7 separate regions of the Mus musculus genome follow, and regions 2, 3, 4, 5, 6 and 7 are each linked to region 1. A link is a contact called in public Hi-C and promoter capture Hi-C data. All regions are on one chromosome and are shown on one strand. Each heading gives the region's core, a stretch centred on a gene start, on an enhancer-like site or on the middle of the called end of the contact. The rest is flanking DNA. Distances are from core to core; before and after follow the strand shown. Region 1 holds the start of Khdc4 (KH domain containing 4, pre-mRNA splicing factor). Region 2 holds the start of Adar (adenosine deaminase, RNA-specific). Region 3 holds the start of Ubap2l (ubiquitin-associated protein 2-like). Region 4 holds the start of Ints3 (integrator complex subunit 3). Region 5 holds the start of Il6ra (interleukin 6 receptor, alpha). Region 6 holds the start of Creb3l4 (cAMP responsive element binding protein 3-like 4). Region 7 holds the start of Rps27 (ribosomal protein S27).

Evidence for each region. Promoter capture Hi-C pulls out the DNA fragments that hold promoters and counts their contacts. Hi-C and Micro-C count contacts between places; a contact is called where the count stands out from the background.
Region 2: a promoter capture Hi-C map of pre-B cells shows a contact between it and region 1, with 2.9 times the contacts expected there. The contact joins the promoter of Adar here to the promoter of Khdc4 in region 1. A contact is called at or near these places in 2 of 39 promoter capture datasets (liver and pre-B cells).
Region 3: a contact with region 1 is called in a Hi-C map of B cells, with 8 read pairs. The contact joins the promoter of Ubap2l here to the promoter of Khdc4 in region 1. A contact is called at or near these places in 4 of 39 promoter capture datasets (hippocampal neurons, liver and pre-B cells), 3 of 484 Hi-C or Micro-C datasets (B cells, double positive thymocytes and nephron progenitors), 10 of 115 datasets of contacts at active chromatin or transcription factors (astrocytes, embryonic forebrain, embryonic limb bud and 6 more) and 2 of 9 other capture datasets (adipose tissue and liver).
Region 4: a contact with region 1 is called in a promoter capture Hi-C map of pre-B cells, with 4 times the contacts expected there. The contact joins the promoter of Ints3 here to the promoter of Khdc4 in region 1. A contact is called at or near these places in 4 of 39 promoter capture datasets (cranial neural crest, fetal liver, liver and 1 more).
Region 5: a promoter capture Hi-C map of pre-B cells shows a contact between it and region 1, with 2.7 times the contacts expected there. The contact joins the promoter of Il6ra here to the promoter of Khdc4 in region 1. A contact is called at or near these places in 4 of 39 promoter capture datasets (the C10 cell line, hippocampal neurons, neutrophils and 1 more) and 1 of 9 other capture datasets (pancreatic islet).
Region 6: a promoter capture Hi-C map of pre-B cells shows a contact between it and region 1, with 3 times the contacts expected there. The contact joins the promoter of Creb3l4 here to the promoter of Khdc4 in region 1. A contact is called at or near these places in 2 of 39 promoter capture datasets (cranial neural crest and pre-B cells) and 1 of 484 Hi-C or Micro-C datasets (B cells).
Region 7: a contact with region 1 is called in a promoter capture Hi-C map of pre-B cells, with 2.5 times the contacts expected there. The contact joins the promoter of Rps27 here to the promoter of Khdc4 in region 1. A contact is called at or near these places in 3 of 39 promoter capture datasets (liver, neutrophils and pre-B cells).

What each region holds. Positions count from the first base shown.
Region 1 is chr3:88,684,450-88,687,149 of GRCm38.p6, reverse strand. Khdc4 (KH domain containing 4, pre-mRNA splicing factor) reads right to left here and starts at 1,363. Exons shown (of 14, transcript NM_028814.4): 1 at 1,263-1,363; 2 at 584-806. The coding sequence starts at 1,300.
Region 2 is chr3:89,729,398-89,732,097 of GRCm38.p6, reverse strand. It overlaps Adar (adenosine deaminase, RNA-specific), which reads right to left and starts at 1,380. Exons shown (of 15, transcript NM_001146296.1): 1 at 1,260-1,380. The coding sequence starts at 1,287.
Region 3 is chr3:90,051,186-90,053,885 of GRCm38.p6, reverse strand. It overlaps Ubap2l (ubiquitin-associated protein 2-like), which reads left to right and starts at 1,371. Exons shown (of 28, transcript NM_001165984.1): 1 at 1,371-1,431. It overlaps 4933434E20Rik (RIKEN cDNA 4933434E20 gene), which reads right to left and starts at 1,084. Exons shown (of 7, transcript NM_025762.3): 1 at 767-1,084; 2 at 277-378. The coding sequence starts at 832.
Region 4 is chr3:90,432,364-90,435,063 of GRCm38.p6, reverse strand. Ints3 (integrator complex subunit 3) reads left to right here and starts at 1,428. Exons shown (of 30, transcript NM_145540.3): 1 at 1,428-2,260. The coding sequence starts at 2,114.
Region 5 is chr3:89,911,889-89,914,588 of GRCm38.p6, reverse strand. It overlaps Il6ra (interleukin 6 receptor, alpha), which reads left to right and starts at 1,393. Exons shown (of 10, transcript NM_001310676.1): 1 at 1,393-1,634. The coding sequence starts at 1,550.
Region 6 is chr3:90,241,698-90,244,397 of GRCm38.p6, reverse strand. It overlaps Creb3l4 (cAMP responsive element binding protein 3-like 4), which reads left to right and starts at 1,255. Exons shown (of 10, transcript NM_001307934.1): 1 at 1,255-1,380; 2 at 1,562-1,676; 3 at 1,953-2,187; 4 at 2,345-2,466. The coding sequence starts at 1,566.
Region 7 is chr3:90,212,311-90,215,010 of GRCm38.p6, reverse strand. It overlaps Rps27 (ribosomal protein S27), which reads left to right and starts at 1,363. Exons shown (of 4, transcript NM_027015.4): 1 at 1,363-1,401; 2 at 1,710-1,818; 3 at 1,967-2,077; 4 at 2,258-2,344. The coding sequence starts at 1,396. The coding sequence ends at 2,286. It also overlaps a transcript of Rab13 not described here.

The DNA of each region.
Region 1 (2,700 bases), core at 114-2,613:
TATTTTTAAAACACTGACTTGATATACCAGAACTTCATGGATCAAAAACATATTGCCTCAAATATCCATAAAAAAAAACTGAGTTTAAGTTTCTAAGCACAAAAACTAGTCCATAAAAGTAACAAGACCAGCCAGGTGGTGGCTGCGCATGTCCTTATCCTACGTAGATGGCAGAGACGGATATCTCCCCATTAGTTCGAGGCTAAACCACGGTTCCAGGACAGCCAAGACTACGTGGACTTGTCTCGAAAAACAAAACAAGGGAACTACATCAATTAAAACTGCCTGACTTCAGGATGCAATGATGGGGCACAGCACTTGGGGGGTCAGAGGCAAGAGGCATCTCTGCAAGCAGGCCAGCCTGGTCTAAATATACAGAGTCTCTGCCTGAAACAAAAAAACCAAAGCCCATTCATTGCCTTGCAGGAACAATTTAACAAGGTATCATCTAAATACTCCCAAACGTGATCTTCACTCTAACCGGTTTCATCTTCATTAACCCCAATGACCAAGCAACTGAAAGGTGAAGAAAGGGGAGGAAAAAGAAAATCCCGAAGCGCAGAGCGTCTAGCGCTCGCAATACCTTCTCGGCCGCATTCTGAGATGGTTTCAGCTTCCCTTTGGCCATGAGCATAGCATTGATCTTGGCAGCCACGGCAGCGGCGGCATCCAAGGCTCCTGAAGGAGCGGCGGCGGTGGTGGCGCCCCCGGGGCTCGCCCCGCTGCCAGCGACTTCTCCACCTGGGGCCGTTGGCGGCAGGAAGAGAAGCGGAGCTGGCGCTGGCTGATCCCATTTGCTGCGGCGCCTACAGGTAGGAAAAGGGAAATCCTGAGGCCCACGGCCTTCCTTTGTGTAGTCTCCCCCTTCGTACACTCCATCCCGCGTCGCCTGCCATGGTCCCGAGACGTGCCCGAGATTCCTATCTAAAGCTCAGTCCCACTCCCCTTATTCCGATCCCCTTACGAAACATTTCCTTTCCAGTCACTTCCATCCGGAGACTCGGCTCGGCCGGGAACGCTCTGCGTTCGCCTTCTCCTTGGCTCGTCCTTCTAAAAGGCTCCGAGTTCCCTCCCTTCCCTCTCGCACCGCGGCCGGCCTCTTTCCGGGCGCCCGAGGCCAGCTCAACATTCTCTCCAGAACCCCGGCCTCGGCATCCGGACGCGTCCTACTAGACGGCCCGTCCGGCCCACACGCAGCCTCGCCGGTCTCCCTGCCCCGGGCCCGTGCTCGCTGCCCCCAGCCTGGCCCGCGAAGCCCTTACCCGCCAGCGGCAGGATGTGTCGCGCTCCCTGCGGACATGGCGGCCTGCTCCAGTCAACCACCCGCCAACTACCCACCACCGCCCTCCCGCCACTTCCGCCCAACGCGCTGACGCACGGCCTTTTCCGGCCGTGAGGTAAGGCGGGTCCGGTGAGGACTCTTGATTCCGATTGGACCCTCGGTGATTTAAAGCGTCTGGCGTCTCAGTGACAGGAGTGCCTGCCTGTCGACTCTCCGGCTTGCTCTCTTGCCCTTAATAAAAATGGTTGTTGGGCCTGGTTTAAAAGCGAGTTGCGGGCTAGGAGAATCCATTTTTATTGTGGGCAAGCGAGTTGCCTGGAAGACAAGTCAGAAAATGAAGCCGACTTTCTCCGCGTTCTCTTTGCTCACGTGGAGTCCCAGCCTGTAGCGGAGGAGAACCCTGCCGGCGACTTCAGCGCACTTCTCGATTCAGCTTATGAAAAAAGGAAATGATTCTTTCCAAAGTCATTTGCACAACTTCCTTTTCTTTCTTTCTCTTTTTGTTTTGTTTTGGGTCCCCCACCCACCCACCCTTAGGGATAGGAAGCTCCAGTCAGCCCGCTGCATGGGGGGGGGGGGGCTGTTCTGGTGGCCATGAGCAAAAACATTGGTTTTGGCAAACTCGTAAGCACTTGGACAACTTGTTATAAAACAAGTAAAGTTGGAGAAAAACTGCTCAGCGAGGTGGAGCTTTTAAAAAAAACGAAGCCAGGGACTGAGAGATAGCCCTGCAGACGAAGGTGCTAGTAGACAAACAACGATGTAAGTTAGATCCCTGGAGCACACAAGGAAAGTTGCTCTCTGATCTAAGAACTGTCATAATGGAGATTAAAAATCAAAAGTTATGAAATCCCCTTCTCTGAGGGCTGTGTGTTTACACTTGACTGCCTCTTCAATATACTGAAAAGCTTTGAATTCTAAGGAGTTTTGGGTGAATCTGAAAAACAGATCCTTAACGTTTATGCAAGTATTCTTCCAACAGAAAGCAAACAAACCCAGAATGCTAGCTTATAGAAATACTTACATTCCGACATAATTCATAGAATAAAATTCACTTGGGGCTGGTGAGATGGCTCAGTGGGTAAGAGCACCCGACTGCTCTTCCGAAGGTCCAGAGTTCAAATCCCAGCAACCACATGGTGGCTCATAACCATCCGTAACAAGATCTGGCGCCCTCTTCTGGAGTGTCTGAAGACAGCTACAGTGTACTTACATATAATAATAAATAAATCTTTAAAAAAAAAAAAATTCACTTAAAAGCTAAATAATAGAGAGTTTGGGCACATAATAAATAAATATACATTTGTGGTAGGGATGAAGACACTGCTCTGTGGTGTCAACCACACTAGTGTGAGAGGTGCTCCCTTGATCTTTTAGGGCTAGACTCCAAAGAGTCTTTGGCTTTTTTGACTTGGGAA
Region 2 (2,700 bases), core at 131-2,630, 1.0 Mb before region 1:
GATGCCTGCAATATTTTGAGGGAAGGTAGACACACACACACACACACACACACACACACACACACCATTAAGAGCTGGGGAGATGACTCAGTGAGTAAAGCGTTTGCCACACAATCTTAAGGACCTGAATCTGAATCTCCAGAACCCAAGAAAAACAAAACAAAACACAGTGTGGTATAAAAATCAGTAATTGTGAGACACTTGAGGGTATAGGGGACCAAGAAGAAAAATTCCTGGAAGCCTGAGGGCCCAGTTCCGAGGCTGTCCTTTGTCGTAGAAAGAAGTACAAGTGTGCCTGTACATCTGCAACATTAAAAGTTGGTTGTTGGAGTAGGGTTTTTTTGGTTTGTGTTTTTGAGGCCATCTACACAGCTTTGGCTGGCCTGGGACTCAGAAATACCTGCCTCTGCCTCATGAGTACCATCATACCCCCCAAATTACAACACACACACACACACACACACACACACACAGTAGTAGAGCATTTGCTTATCAAGTGTGAGGCTATTGGTACATCCCATATAGCTTTTTAAAATTTTGAAGGATAAACCTGGGTGGGACATGCCTGCAATTCCAGCTCTAGGGAGAAAAGACTGGTGGCTTGCTCAAGGGCAATCAAGGCAACACAAGACAAGTAGAAACTGCCTCAAAAGCAAACAAACCAGCATGGTCAAACCAAGGCAAGGAACAGTCCTAATCCCACCACAGGGTCAGTTTCCATCCCCGCTGCTTTCCAGAATGACAGATCCAGTGCTGTGCACAGCATGAATCCTCGGAATCTGGGTTTTTCTGTTCAGAACGTTGCAGCTGGGGCTCATGTACGACATCACAAGTTCATTTTAGTGCTAAGTAGAATTCCACGAAGCTTACCCAGTGCGCTACAGAAAGACACCCTTCTTGGCCATAAAGCAAAAGACTTCCCCCTGCTGGTTAGTTGAGATAATTTAAATTTCTCAGGAAGTTGAAAAAGCAAAGAGGATCATGAGAAAAGTTGCTCATGTTGGGCTATAGCGGCTCAGCAAGGCATCAGGGGTCTTAGCAGAAAGAGAAGGGGTGTCTGCCCCGGCCTGGGTCCTTGTCTGGCTTAGACGCTGGTCTATCTTCTGACCAGCCTCCTTCCTGAGACTGCTCAAAGCTACAAGAACTAACTGAACAGAAATCCCCAGAAGGGCTGGCAGTTCGGCTTGAGAAGGAGAACGTGACCCTCGTAATTCACACTACGCGAGCCAGATATGAGGGTGCAGACCCCGCGGGCTTACCTGTGGGTCCCCTGAACCCTTGAGACATAGTGCCGGCAAGGCCCGCACCTGTGGCCGTAAGATGGCTGGCTCCCCAGAGTTCACTTTCGTTTCCTTGAAAAGGCTTCCCCGCCCAACTGTTGGGCCAAGAGGAGGGAGGGGTTTGCTCCCGGTAGCCGAGCAGCAGCATCCTGCCCACCATAAGGGCTGGGCCGCCGTAGTCCACGCCCACCGCCTTCCTCACCACTCCACCTCCACTAGCAGGGCACTATATACGTTCTCTGAGAGCTTGGGAGCTATTTACTTCACTGACAAGCTTATTTTTGTTCACGGTATTTTGGAAAGCTTCACTCAACAGCGCCCTCTCCGCCCTGTGAGGAAGTTCCTTTTCCGTGTTTAATCCCTACTGCTTGCGAGATTTACAAGTCTGTCCACTCCTAGAGTGACCATTGGCCAATGCCCTGTCCCCACTAGCCTGTCCTTCATTCCCCCTGTTGGCTGCTCCAAACTTCCTATCTTTTTGTAGATAAAATTCTTTACCTTCACGTATTCTGTTCTTTAGCCTAGAATGTTCCTCCCCCTTTCCTTGTTTTGTTTTTGAGACTTCAGAGGAATTCCACTTCCATATCCCTGGGTACCTGATGCGTTTGTACCAGTGTCAGCACCCAGCACATGGTGCAAGTAGGCCAGCATATGGCAGTCTGGGCATCTAGTGTATGCTACAACGTCAGCACCCAGCAGCACACACAGTGTAAGTAGAAGCCCCAGCATGTAGCAGTCTGGGCAAGATGGATGGCTCAAAAGTCACTCCCAATCATGTCCTCCCTGTTTGGTATAGCTGCCTGCCTTCAGTGCTCCCGGGGGCACTCCAGTGGGCAGGGCTGTTCTCGCCTATATCCCCTGCACAGTGAGTCCCAGACAGTCATAGGTGAGTGGATAATAGTGCACTCTAAGTAAAACAATTTGCGGAACAGAAACTTGGGGGGGGGGGGATAAAAAATGGCAATCAACACAGGAAAAGAGCTCAATCTTGTGCCATCAGGGAAACTCAGGAAAGGTCACAGTGAGTAGGTGTTCTTGTCCACTCACCAGTGTGGCACCATTAACTAGCACATAGGAGGACCAAGAAGGAGCAACCCCAGTCACTGCAGGAAGTCATTACTTAGAAACACACCCCATGGTTTAACCATTATATGCATTTAGCAGGATAAGCTACACAACACTGAAAGCAATCAAACTAAAATAAGCAGATGTTCCCACCTTAGGATATTACACAGCAATTGAAGTAAAAACCACAGCCAAATGCAGCAGATGGGAAACAATGTAACAATACTGAAAGAAGACCTCCTGTCCCAAACCAAGCAAAACCAAGGTCAATCATGTATTGCACAAGACAGGTTCAAGTCCAAGGCATTCTAAATGGAAGGAATGTTCTGGGGGCTAATGATCCACTGAGGACCCG
Region 3 (2,700 bases), core at 122-2,621, 1.4 Mb before region 1:
CCATTCTCACAACGCTGGAACCAACTGTAAGTGTTCTCAGCATCATGCTTAAACTAAAGCAACATGAAATATTTAGTAATTTTAGTTGAAGATGAGACATTTTACAGCTGAATTGGTTTAAATCTTAAGGTACATGTTGTGGAGCAGCAGTGAGCAGGAAGTTATTGCTTAGACTGTGGAATGAAAGGAAGCATATGAATAAAAGTCTTCTTTTAAAGTCCGAGAAAAATCTCCTTGTGCCAAAGAACAGGTTTACCTTGCATTCTAGTGACCTACCTTGGGGGCATTGTGTCCTACAGGAACATGAGGTCCCCTTCTAGATTTCATTGCAAAGCGCATGATTTGTCTCTTCACAAAAATAAACAGCAGTACGAATACCTGCCCAAAGAGATTAGAGCCATTTTAGTAATAGCAATAATTTTTTAAAATGTTCACTTTCAAAATCCCTGGGTTTAGGCCTTCAGAGCTGGATGCTTTGGGGCGAAGCCGGGTCGCTAAGGACGGAGGTGGGTCAGGGGCTAGTAACGGAGAGGCATGTTAATCTGGGCTCTAGAATTTAAGAGGGAGGGTTCTTACTTAGAGCCAGGCAGCTTTGACTTAAAGATCTCAGACTGTCTACGGATACAATTCGGAAGTCCAGAAACAAAACAAGTTAAGTGGCTGAAGAACAAAGACAGAACGGCTCAGGAGCCTTCTTTTCAGGAGTCCGGCTCAGAGGGTCGGGACTCAGACAAATGCCACAAGAGGAAGAGAATGGGGATCTCACCAGGCTCCCGTACGCCATCACCAGCACGACATTCACTCCAGAAAGCCAGTTACTACTAGACGCCATCGCCTCTCTCTCCGGGAACACCTGCTAGGACAGTCCCGCCGCGCTCGCGCGTTAGCCCAGGCTCTGCCGAAGCCAGGGAACCTAGGTTCCCTGGAGCTCTCCGAACATTTCCATATGGTTTTCGATTAAAAAAAAAAAAAAAAAAAAAACCAGGCTAGAGTCCGTCAGAAAACATGGTGGATGGGGGCGCTAGTTAAGCATCGGACCTTCCCGTCCCATTTCCCCACCCCCACCCCCTCCGCCACGTGACTTATGTCCGCAAAGGTACCTGGGAGTGCGGAGACGCGGAACTACGCCAGTAAGAGGAAGCCGAGACCTTACTGGAGTCACGTGATGGAGGCGGATCCGTGCGGGGCGGGGCGGGGGCGGGGCGGGCGCGCGGAACTCAAGAGCAGTGTTTCGTGGCGGGGAGGCGCGCGCACGCTGACGTGCGCGGCCCTTTCGCGTCACGTGCTGAGGGACGCAGGAAGGCAAGTGGGAGGGGGAAGGCGCGAGAGCGAGCGCGAGAGGGAAAAGGAGGGAGGGGGTGGGGAGGAGGGAATCTTATATCACGTGACAGGGGCGGCGCGGCCCGGGGTGTCAGTGTGGAGGAGACTGAGGTAAAGTTGGGAGCGCAGCGGCGTTGGCGGCGGCGGCGGCGGCAGCGGCAACGCGGCGGGGCCGGGTATTGTCCGCGGCCCCTTTAAATCCGCGATCCCCTTTTTACCCTCCCTTCTTTTCCTCTGTCCCCTCCGTATTCCTGTCCCGCGGTAGGCCCCCCCCACGCCGTGTGTCTCCCCACTGTACACCCTCCCTTCTGGTCTTGGGAACCCGGGCGTCCAACCTCCCCACCTCGAATTGGCCGCCGGGGGTTTTGTTTATAGTTGGGTTCGCGGCCTACTGGGCCGCGCCAGAGCCGGGGCCTCGATTTGGGAGCGTGGCCGGGGCGGGGCTTGGGGCAGCCGGAGGGGGGGGGCATGTGGCTAGAGCCTGAAGGGGGAGAGCGAGAAAGAGCGCGGGCGAGCGAGGCCTGGGCCCAGCCTGAGGTAGGGTTGTTTAGGAGGGTCAGTGTCTTGTGGAGAAGGCCTCCTCCCTCCCCAGTCCTCTCTGGGCCTCTGATCCGGATCCGGCCTGGTTTTGGGGGCGGAGGGGGGGTGGCGATGGGGTGGAGCTGCCCCAAACTCCCCCATGTGGCCCTCGGTTTGGAGTGCGGAGGATTAATTTGTTCCGGGTGGGAGGTAGAGAAGCGAATGGCCCCATGGGCTCTAGATGTGGCGCGGAGGGGGGTGAGTCTCCCATCCTCCGCGCGTGGGCTTCTGTCCTCTCTGTTCATTTCCAGCCTCTTTGTCAGCTCCTCTTATTACCCTGCCTTCTTTCTTACCGACCCTGGTCGTGGAATATATTTTCGCTGCAGTCTTTGACTTCCTGTTGTCTATACTGTAGTTTTGGCTACCCAAGCAGTTATCTTATTTGGGAAGCTGGACATGGAGGCCCCCGTGGATTGTGTTGCGCCTAAGGGATGTCACTAGACTGGGCATTTGTTCATTTTTCTCATAATGGGAATGGAATTCCAAATTTCTTGAGACCCTTCACCTGGTGGACAGCCCCTAAATTGTTTTGCAAAGTGATGTCACAAACAAGAGACTGTTTTCCACGATTCTTAAAATTTAGCAACCTCTGGTGTAGGTTGTTGTGGAAAGAAAAAACAGTTAAAGGCGATTTTGTTAAATTTGTTTTTGCCTTTGACTCACTGACTACTAAATGGAGAGATTATTTTTTGTCTCCACCTCCCATATTCTGCGTTGGGGATATCTGCTGTGTCTTGCTGGGAGGGGGGTATGAGTCAGTTTGACAACCAGCATTAGAGATTAAAATATTTGGATGTGTAT
Region 4 (2,700 bases), core at 179-2,678, 1.7 Mb before region 1:
TTTGAATTCCTGAGTTCAATCATCAGTACCACAAACAAACCCAGTACACTTCAAAAAAAAAAAAAAAATGGAAAGAATATTCAGTATTATACATCTTTTTTCCTTCCTTCTTTTCTTTTTTCTTTTTTTTTTTTTTTTTTTGTTTTTTTGAGACAGGGTTTCTCTGTGTAGCCCTGGCTGTCCTGGAACTCACTTTGTAGACCAGGCTGGCCTCGAACTGAGAAATCCACCTGCCTCTGCCTCCCGAGTGCTGGGATTAAAGGCGTGCACCACCACGCCCGGCCCTTTCTTTTTCTTCTTTCCATCCAATACATGTGTCCCGGTTATATTAAGCTATTGTAATGACTTGTTTGTAGTTCCGAGGCTGAATCAGTCCTTTACCTAGAAGTTATTCAAAGCTTACTCAGGAGGATTGTAGAATGCCAGAAGTGTATTTGGAGATCGGCCAGTCCGGGTCTTATTTTATTTGTAATTAGGATACAGAAGTCCCTGGGAGGCAGAAAGAATGCCACAAAAGTGAGGCCAGCTTGGGTTCAAGAGTGCTTCACTCCCAAAACAGTAGCTATGGAACTTGGAATTCTTCCAAGGACATTGTTAACAATTTACCTGCCCACTGGCCTTGAAAATGGATAGTGCAGGAAAATAGGCCTATATCTACAAATGGGGGACGGAAGGGGAACATGAATTTGATGGGCCAGCTTCCCACGTATTAGGATGGCAGGCATATATTACCACACCCACCTTAGAGCTGTGGACAGCAATAGGCTCATACGCCTAAAAATGAAAAGTTCTGTTGAGAGACGCACGGTAAAAGAACTCTCATACAATCAAGCCCTACTATGATCACAACAAACCACAACTCTCAATGGATTGTGTGTGTGTAAATACAATAGGCTTCAGTGACATTTGTCAGTCCCAGAGTCTCAAAAGACGAGGTCCCATCACTTAGTAAACTGTGTTAAAGCGAGTGCTGGTACGATTCTAACTATTTGGTTTGCACTAGAGAATCAATGCACTTTTTTTGTTTTCAAATTGTTACTAATAATTGCACACCCAAGAGCTCATACAATCGGCCGCGTGTAGCATTTTTAGTTCAGGAAGTAGCTTCAGACCCTGAGGGCGTTTGCTACGCGACTGCGTAGGGGTTGGGACTCGGCAGCTCCTTTTCCTGAATAGACACTTATGGGCTAGGTTTCCATCCTCCCAGCCTACTACCCAAGGACAACGTTCCGAACACCTGTAGGGAGTGGAGCAAGAGGGAAACGTCGCGCATGCGTGTTGGCGCGCGCAGGCGCAGCCCGGCTTTTTCCGGATCGCCCAGCAGTAGCACCCACTCCGTACCTCCCGTCCCGCCTCCAGATGCAGAGGAAGGATGCGATTGGGCACACTTGTTGCCCGTCAGACCAGACTCAATTCTTCTCCCTACAATTGGCAGCCCGGGAAAAGGCCAGTCCGCCGTCGTCGGCTTACTCCTTAGAGACCTGGCGCCACCGCGGAAGCCGCTATTGGCGGACGCCCGGGACCGCGACTGCTCACTTCCGGCGCCGGCGACGACTCTGCCCGCTCGGGCACTCTCAGCCTCCCCCGCCCTTCCACCATGGCCGCCTCTGTGTGGTGTGGGGAGAAGCTGGTCCTCCCATAGCGCTCCTGCTGCATCCTCACCCGCTAGGGGCCGGATTCCAAGGAACCGCGTTTCCCAATCCCGCCGGGAAGGTTTCCCACTCCCAATTCAGGGCCAGGACTCCTTCCCACGCCTCGAGAGGCAGAAACTTAGGGTTTCCCCTCCTTTCAGGATAAGAAGCCAGAGGGTTTCCCCCTCCACTTCTGCAAGGGTGGCAGCCTTGCCTATCTCCCTGCAGGACACAAGACCCTTAGTCTACCATACTTCTGCGCAAAAGCTTTGCCCCAGCCCGGCCACTCCTGAGGGAGCATCTAGAGAACCCGCGCCTTCCCCCTCCGCAGGAGAGGAGGCAAGAGTGCGGAAAGCCAGGCCTGTCGGCCTCCCTCCCACTTGTTCCTCTTGCTCCTCGTCCTTGGCAAGCCAGAGTTCTCCATTTCTAGGACTTAACACCCGTCTACTCCCTTGACCTCTTCTGGTCTCTTGGCTGCAGCCATGGAGTTACAGAAGGGAAAGGGGACCGTAGCAGCTGCTGCATCAGGAGCAGCGGGAGGTGGAGGAGGAGGAGCGGGAGCAGGAGCCCCAGGAGGGGGGAGGCTGCTACTTTCAACCAGTTTGGATGCCAAGGATGAGTTAGAGGAGGTAGGTGTGGGGGGTGGGGAAGGGAGTAAGGAATTGGGTTGAGGAGGGATGCTGGATCGCATATGGGGTGGGGGTGGGGAGAAAAGGCCTTCAAGTTTATTTTATTTATTTATTATTATTATTATTTTTTTTTTGTAAGGCAGAAACATTGCTCTTGCTTCCTGCTTCTGGAGGAAGAAGTGTGGGTCAATTTCCTGGACAGGTTGCCCTAGTAACAGCTGCCGCTATTAAGAAAATGGGTGTGAGGGGTGTTGGTTACAGAAGGGATGTAGCATCAGTACTGACCAAAGTTATTTTCATTTCTTCCCACATACACACCAATAGCTATCTAAAATATCCACCCTATTTGAGAGTGTTAAGTTGAAAAGTATATATGTGTTTACAGGCAGGTGTCTGAGGATTGGCAACTTCCTACAGACTTGGCCCCTCTTCTTAGATGG
Region 5 (2,700 bases), core at 144-2,643, 1.2 Mb before region 1:
GCTATTCACCTGCTTCTGCTTCCCAAATGCCTGCCCCACCACAGGGAGAGAGAACAACCATGCCTTTCTCTCCGACTTATAGCGTGGCTGAGGAAGTGCCATCAAAACCAATCCCATTGTCCTGGGTACAGGTTTGGTTCTGACATCCACAGAGAGCGGTGGATGCCTAGGTCTGAGGCCAGCATGTTGCTTAAATAAGGTCATGTCTTATTTAGGGGTTCAGCCAGCACACACACATTCCAGTTGCCCCATGGACTCTAATCAGCTGAACCCTGAAATGGAAGAATACATTAAAACATACTGGTGTAGGTCCAGGGCTCCCCATCTACATTTTCTTTTCTTTCTTTTTTTTTTCTTATCCCTTCCCTTCTCCCTCTTGCTCCGGCCCGGCTCGCTCAGGCCCATAGGTTTTATTTGTTTCTCATTACAGATGGTTGTGAGCTACCATGTTGCTGGGATTTGAACTCATGATCTCCGGAAGTCAGTCAGTGCGTTTAACCGCTGAGCCATCTCACCAGCCCTAAATTTTCTTTTCAGTGTGTTTCTTTCCCTCTGCATTTGCATGGGAAGCTGCCCTGTAGCTTCAAGCTCTGTAGCTTGGAAGGGAACCTTGGTGGAGTCTGGTAAATAGCAAACGCCGGTTCCTTTGTGTCCAGTCAAGTCATGATGGGTAATCAAAGCCCTACTCCTTGTTGAGCAGTTAGGCTCCAGGTACATCGACAGTGTTTCCAGGAATCTTTATCATGGGCTTAAAAATACATCTCTAATAGGTGAGAAAACTGAGACTTCCGGATCGGGATAGCAATCTTGAGGAGGGTAACACATGTGTCTCTGGGCCAGACTCAAAAGCGCACACTGGTTTCGTTGCCTCTGCAGTAGCCTTCAAAGAGCTGCTCCTCCACTGGAAGATGAGAGGAAATCTTTTTCTCAGGTTATGGACGCCTAAGTTTTCCTTCAGACCAATTAAATCACAATCTCTGGGCTCGAAGCAGACATCGGTGTCTTTTCGGATTCCCTGTTTGATTCCCGTAAGCACCCAGGACACTGACCTGCCTTCTACTTTAACAGCCAGAGCCACTGGCTGGCGCTCATGAAAGCAAAACTCAAGCGGAGGCGCGGATGGAAGGAAGGAGGGGGATATTTCTCCTTATCTCAGCGTCAAAACCTGGGGAGGGGCCCTGGTGGGGGTCCCTGGGGGCTCAGGTGTGGCGCGGCTGCAGGAAGTAACCCCCTCCGGTGGCCCGGAGCGCTGGCCGATTGCGCCATCCTACTGGGCTTTCGTAACCGCGAGCCGGGGCTGCCAAGAGGAGCTTCAGCACCGGTTCCTCAAATGTTTCACTGTTGCCAGGACGGCCGGCTGCTGTGTGTCACGTGCATGTGGGAAGTCGCGCCCACACCGATCTGAGCCACGCCGGGGCGAGCGCTCGCAGTGCGAGCTGAGTGTGGAGCCCGAGGCCGAGGGCGACTGCTCTCGCTGCCCCAGTCTGCCGGCCGCCCGGCCCCGGCTGCGGAGCCGCTCTGCCGCCCGCCGTCCCGCGTAGAAGGAAGCATGCTGACCGTCGGCTGCACGCTGTTGGTCGCCCTGCTGGCCGCGCCCGCGGTCGCGCTGGTCCTCGGGAGCTGCCGCGCGCTGGGTAAGAGGAACCCGGAGCGGGCGTGGGGAATGTGACACTGTCTGGTTCCGTTCGCAGAGTGAGCCCCGCCGGTACCGGCTGCTAGCCTGGGCTGACTCACCTGTGCTGACGCGGTGGAGGTTCGCGCGCCCCCTGTTGCGTCTAGCGCCTATAACTGCGTGCTCCTGTCTGTGTCTGGCCAGTTACCTCAAGTCTGAGTACAGGACAGTGTGTTTTCCTGAAACCTGACTCTGGTGTCTGGTTCCCAGTGTTCCCAGTCTTACTCAACTGCATCCCGGGTCGCTCCAAAAAGAGATACCCAGAGGGCGCGCCCTAGTGGAACAGTAGTAGTCCCTTCTGGAGAGTCCTTTATGCCACTGGCTCTCTCTGCTTTAGTTGTGGCACCTCGCGTGGCTTTCCTTAGTTCTACTACATTCCATGTCGTGTGTAATGACAGTGACCCGACGGTGAAGGGTCTGACATCATGGGCTCTGAGTCATGGGTGTTCCCGCCTCACAAACTTACTCCTTTAGCCAACTAGCCCTAGCATGCAGAATGCCAACACCCACATCCATCCCAATCCTGTGAGTTTGACAGCAAAGGATGTGGGACCTCTTGGAACTGTGCCTCCGCCCCCTGCCCCAGCCCTCCCTGATTAGCAGGTGGACCAGGCGGAGGGTAGGGTAGGGGCACTGTGTTTACCTTCCTTGCACTCTGCCTTGTAGGTCTAGGCCTCTCTGTGGGCTCTGGCTTCAGGCCCAGCAGCCTGCCTGGTCTCTTCTGGAGGAACTGGGAGACTGCTTCTCTACAGGTTATTTTAGGGGCTGAGGGCTTATTCAACAACATAGAAAGAGCCAAAGGACATGGGGGAGATTTATCCTGTGCTGGTCGTGGGGACAGTGGCTTCCAGGCTTTCTTTCTGCCTGGAAGGTAGAATTCCTCAAGCTTGGTTTGTTACCCCTACCTATATTTTCTTTATATATATATATATAAAGAAAATATATATATATATTAGACAGGCTCTCCCATAACCCAGGCTGGCCTCAAACTTGTGCCTCTTCTGCCTCTATCTCTTGAGTGCTGGGAT
Region 6 (2,700 bases), core at 6-2,505, 1.6 Mb before region 1:
ATAGATAATTGGTACTTTTGGGTTTTTTTGTTTGTGGTTTTGTTGTTTTGGTTTTTGGTTTTTTTTTTCAAGACAGGGTTTCTCTGTGTACCCTTGGCTGTCCTGGAACTCACTTTGTAGACCTTGAGGCCAGAGCAGTCTGCCTCTGCCTCTTGAATGCTGGGATTAATTGAAACAGGATCTTATGTAGCCCAGGCTGGCCTTGGCAGCAGAGACACTTCTGGTAAGCCTCTTGGGCATGAAAATTACTGGCATGCACTCCCACACAACCTCTGAAACAGGTTTCAAGCTACACTGATACAGTATCAGCTACTCAGGAGGCCACCCTGAGAAATGAGACCTCCTCACTCCTGTTTCAAAACACAAAACTATACATAAAACTAATAGTTTAAGGAAACAATAAGATTTCAAACCAAAAGTAAATGTTTGGCTAATGTATGGCAGTTTCCCTGTCCTGTGTCCCCCCGCATGGGTTAGCAGGGTCCCCAAAGTGCAGCAATGTGTAACCCGGTTCCTGGATCCACATAGGCCGATTGCACAGGTAGCTGCCAGAAAGTGGAATCCTGGTCCACAGGCTACAGGTCTGCCTAAGTAATAACTTGGGGCCTCAGAACCACGAGGTAAACAAACTCAAACCCAAACAACCTCTGTGCGGTTCCTACCCTCAGCACGGAAGCTTTAGCTCAACTTTCCTACAATATAAGTAGGGGCCTCTGGCTGGAACCCGGAGCCCTGCCAAATTACTTCTGGGATTCTTTTCTGCTGGTCTATTGTTGCTAACCGCGAGGGCGTGAGCCTCGAGATAGTCAGCCATTGGCTAGAAACCCGGTCCTAAGTCTTCAATGCCCAATTAGGATTCACCAGTGGAAGAATGCCTTGTGGCGCAGGGGGCCGGAGCTGGGATGGAGGATGCCTTCAAAATCTTGGTTTCTTTCTCTACCCTGAGATGGGTCTCCCACTTGTAAAGATTGTGGCTTCGAAACAGACACCTGGGAATCCTGTGTACCAGTCACTACTATCTCAACTCTTTGCTGACGAGACATCAAGCCCGCAGCAAGATCTACTAGCACTGAGAAAACTGACAGAAAGGGTGTGGGTACCTATAGTTTTATTTCTGTTTGCACATGGACAGTGTCTTAATATTACTCCCAGATGCAGGTCCCGACAGTGGTTCCTGGCCAGGTGCAACCCAACCCTCTCCCTTCCCCCACCCTTTCCTACCCCAAACTCCACGGACAGCGTAGTGGGCGGGGCCTGATTGGGCAGGACCAGGATACAGATCCTGGTGGAAAGAAAAGGTGTAGTGTTTGGGGCTTCAGCGGGCTAGGCTGGTTTGGCAGAGCAAAGTTCTCCGAACAACAACTAAAGAGAATAAAACAGGTAATACCCAGTGGGGCTATTTTTCTGAACCCAAAGATAAGGCCTGAAGTGTGTTCTCCTCCGAGGGGCTGCCTCATGAGAGCAGAGGAAAAGAGTAACTAACGGAGAAAATGCCGAGGAGCCCGTAGCTTCAGAGGCGAGGGCAGCCACCACCTTCCTTATAACTTTCCCTCCCATGCAGAAACATGGAGCTCGGGTGCCCTGAGTTGCTGGAACCCCCAGAAGATATCTTCTCGACGGGATCCTTCCTGGAGCTGGGATTCAACGGTCCCGCGTCAAAGGTCCCGGTGACCAGGGTACAAGAACAGGGGCTGCAAAGCTGGGAGATGAGTAGGGGCTGTAGCCCAGGCTGTTCAATGGAAGTGGGAGTTAGGTTGAGAGAACTCTGACTAGAAGCCTTAAGTCGTCACAAAGAAAGAGTTCTCATAATAGAGCCCACGAAATAGACGCGTATTGTTACTCTTCCTATGTCCAAGAAGGGATAGCATTGAAGCATTAAGGATCTAAGACTACTGTCAGGTAAGACTGTCAAGGTACTTCTTTGCAGACATGCGTACCCTCTCCTCCTATAGGGCCTTCAGAAGAGTGAACCTGACGATTTCCTGAACCTCTTTATCGATCCCAATATGATACACTGCTCAGAAACATCTCCTGGTAGGGACAGTGGGGTCTCTGAAGATCCTGGCTCCCCTGCCCAACAGGCTTCCAGTTCCCCTGCCCTCTATGAGGTTGTCTATGATTCAGGGACCCTACAGGGAACTCAGCGGGAAGCTGGGCCAACCTTCGGACTCATCTCTATTCAGATAGGTCAGTGTACTTTTTGGAAATAGGGCAACGCCCCTTTCAGGCCCAGCCCTGGTGGTGAGATTAAGGGGAGAAGGTTCCCAAACTGTGCCACTGCCCAGTCCCCGCCCTTACCACAGCCTTCTGACTCCTTTGTCCCAGTCTCTGTATCTTTTTTCAGATCAGTGGACCCCTGCACTTATGGTCCCTGATGCATGCACAGTCAGTGGACTGCCCTCCGATTCGCATAGACATATCCTGCCTAGGGTCAGCACCAGAGCCCCAGCACCTCCTGCAGCCATGGTAAGTCTCGACGCCAACCAGAACTGATGTTCCCCCAGTATACATGCCCTCATATGAGTGGGGGCATGGGGGAAAAGGGAGGAGACACTAATGAGGAACTGGTTTGCCCCACTTTTGGTAGCAGTGGTTTTGAAGGCCAAGGAGAAACAAGCAATTCTAAGAGCCGGAAAGTGTAGGGGCTGGAGAACTATAGGGGATCAGGGTGGTAAGGAATCATTTAAGTCTTAGCAGGTG
Region 7 (2,700 bases), core at 114-2,613, 1.5 Mb before region 1:
GACAGGGTTTCTCTGTGTAGCCCTGGCTGTCCCGGAACTCGCTTTGTAGACCAGGCTGGTCTTGAACTCAGAAATCCGCCTGCCTCTGCCTCCCAGGTGCTGGGATTAAAGGCGTGCACCACCACACCTGGCCATGAATTTCATTTTTAAACCTAGAATCTATTTCCCAAGATATCTCTGCCATGTATATTGCCAAAATCCAAAATCAACATGCATTCATTTAAGCATGGACTATTTATTTATTATTTTATTTATAGACACTTGAATTCAGAGATCCACCTGCCTCTGTGTTGAGCAGCAAACACACAAATTTGTACAATGTGGTAATGGTTACAGCAGCTCCATAGTTAAATAACATACTTTTTGTTTTGATTTGGTTTTTAGAGACATCTCTTGTAGTTCTGGCTGTCCTACAACTTGCTAGATCAGGCTGGCCAGAACTCAGTCTCTTCCATGCTTTGCCAGAATGCAGTGATAAAGGTGTGACCAACCTCGTCTGGCCTTTAATTAGCACTTTAAAAGCAATGCACGTGTCAAGTGGTGTAAGGATATTTGATTTTATTCCTCAAAGGTAAAGAATTGTAAGAATACAAAGTCGGGCTCTATCTTTAGCACTGGAAAACAGCAGCAACAACAAAACAATAAAGGTAAACAATAGGGTTAGCTGCAGTGGAGCAAATATGAACAGGATTTGATTTTGTTGTTTTTTCAGACAGGGTCTCCTGTAGTCCACTCAGACCTCAAACTTGCTAGGAAGCCCAGTGCCTAGAATGATTTTGAACTCCTCGTCCTCCCGCTTCATCCTCTGAAGTTCTGAGATTCCAGCCTTGAGCCACTGACAGCACCACTGCGCCCTGCCCAGTTTACGCTTTGCACATTCTTAGCACGCACTCTACCTACCAGCGTAGTACACCCCCAGCTTCAAGCAGGTATCTCATTTTTTAAAAAAAAAAACCTATTTACGTCTAGAATTATTAATCAGCGTAAATCAAACCAACTGGAAAATGGTAAAGACTATCAATAACTAAAAATGTCATGGATAAAAGCTTCTCGCTGGTGTTCACCTGTGATGTTCCCATCACACTCCAGCTGTCAAAGCGTAGTCGGAAACTACGTGAGAAAAAAGTATCCATTTTTCTCGCCACAGCAGCTAAATTCTGAACTCAAAATAGAAGCTAACTCTCTCACCATGGCTACGCGCCCGCGACGCGAGGAGCCTTTACGGACCTTCTACAAATGGCAGTCAACGGGCATTCCGTTGCATTCGAACAGAGTAGAAGACCTTCCGAAGATGGCGAAGCAACACGGCTCGTCACTTCCTGTCCCATATCAGATATAAGGAACAGGATTTCCGCTTTCGCTCCTTTCCGGCGGTGACGACCTCCCTACGAGAACATGCCTGTGAGTTCCTTGGTCCAGGTTTCGACAGAGAACTCGCTCTTGGGTCCGCACGGTCCTCTTGCGCTAATTGCGGGTCCTACAGGGTCCACATGTGCGCTCTGCGTCTCTTAGGACAGTAACCAGAGCCGCGGCGGCCCACGGGTCAGCCGCGTAGACGGGAGCGGAGAGGAGATAAGATGGCGGCCCAGCTACGCAGACACCAGGGGCGGCGAGGGGCGAGTTCTCCTCGGTGTGTGCCAGTGGGGGCTCTTTCCCATCATCTCTTTCCTCCATTACCTTCTAAGTCTTTGCATTTCTGCCCCTTTTAGCTCGCAAAGGATCTCCTTCATCCCTCTCCAGAAGAGGAGAAGAGGAAACACAAGAAAAAGCGCCTGGTGCAGAGCCCCAATTCCTACTTTATGGACGTGAAATGCCCAGGTAAGGAAGTGGTTTTCAGCTGTGCGGGAAAACTAAACTGTACTAATGGTTGTAACTTAATTTTTGATTTTATTACGAGTTCAGAAGTGGTAACTTGGAGAGGAATAAAAGAAGTTAACATTTTTCTTCTCTTTTTTTTTCTTCCCAGGATGCTATAAAATCACCACGGTCTTTAGCCATGCACAAACGGTAGTCTTGTGTGTTGGCTGCTCCACTGTCCTCTGTCAGCCTACAGGTGGAAAAGCAAGGCTGACAGAAGGTGAGTGGTCTCAGTGTTGGGGTTTTGTTTGGCTTTGGGGTCCTAAGGTGAAAGGCTGAGTAGAATGCAAGGCTTCCGGCTGGTAAAGCCAGCTGCACTCCTGTTAGGAAGGTTTAGCACTCTGCAGATGAGGCAGGGTCAGTGGCAGGCAGAAGTAACGTTTGCATCTTTTTCTTCCAGGATGCTCCTTCAGGAGGAAGCAGCACTGAAAGCCCCTGATTGAAGATGAGTGGGAACCTTCCCAATAAACACGTTTTGGATATATAATGTTTGTCTTGTTTAACTGGTAGCAAGTGGTGCCTCACATATCCCAGGGCAAACAGAAGAGTGGTCCCTTTGGGGTCAAGTAAGTGGCCAAACACCTAGAGTCCATTGGGGGCATTTTTATCTAGATTCACTGTATAAATCTTAGACCATGGTTTAAAACTGGTGATAGTGTATAATTGGGCTTACTCTTCTATGTCTTTTTGGTAGTAACTTTTAGCAATGGTTATTGGAAACATTGTGTCATACAAAGGTGTGTGACAGTGGGGACTGTCTTTATTTAGGGATAATGGTACCCAGGCTGCTTTAATCCCAGTGCCTGAGAAGCAGAGGGTTACTGTTTTTCTGTGTGTTGTTGA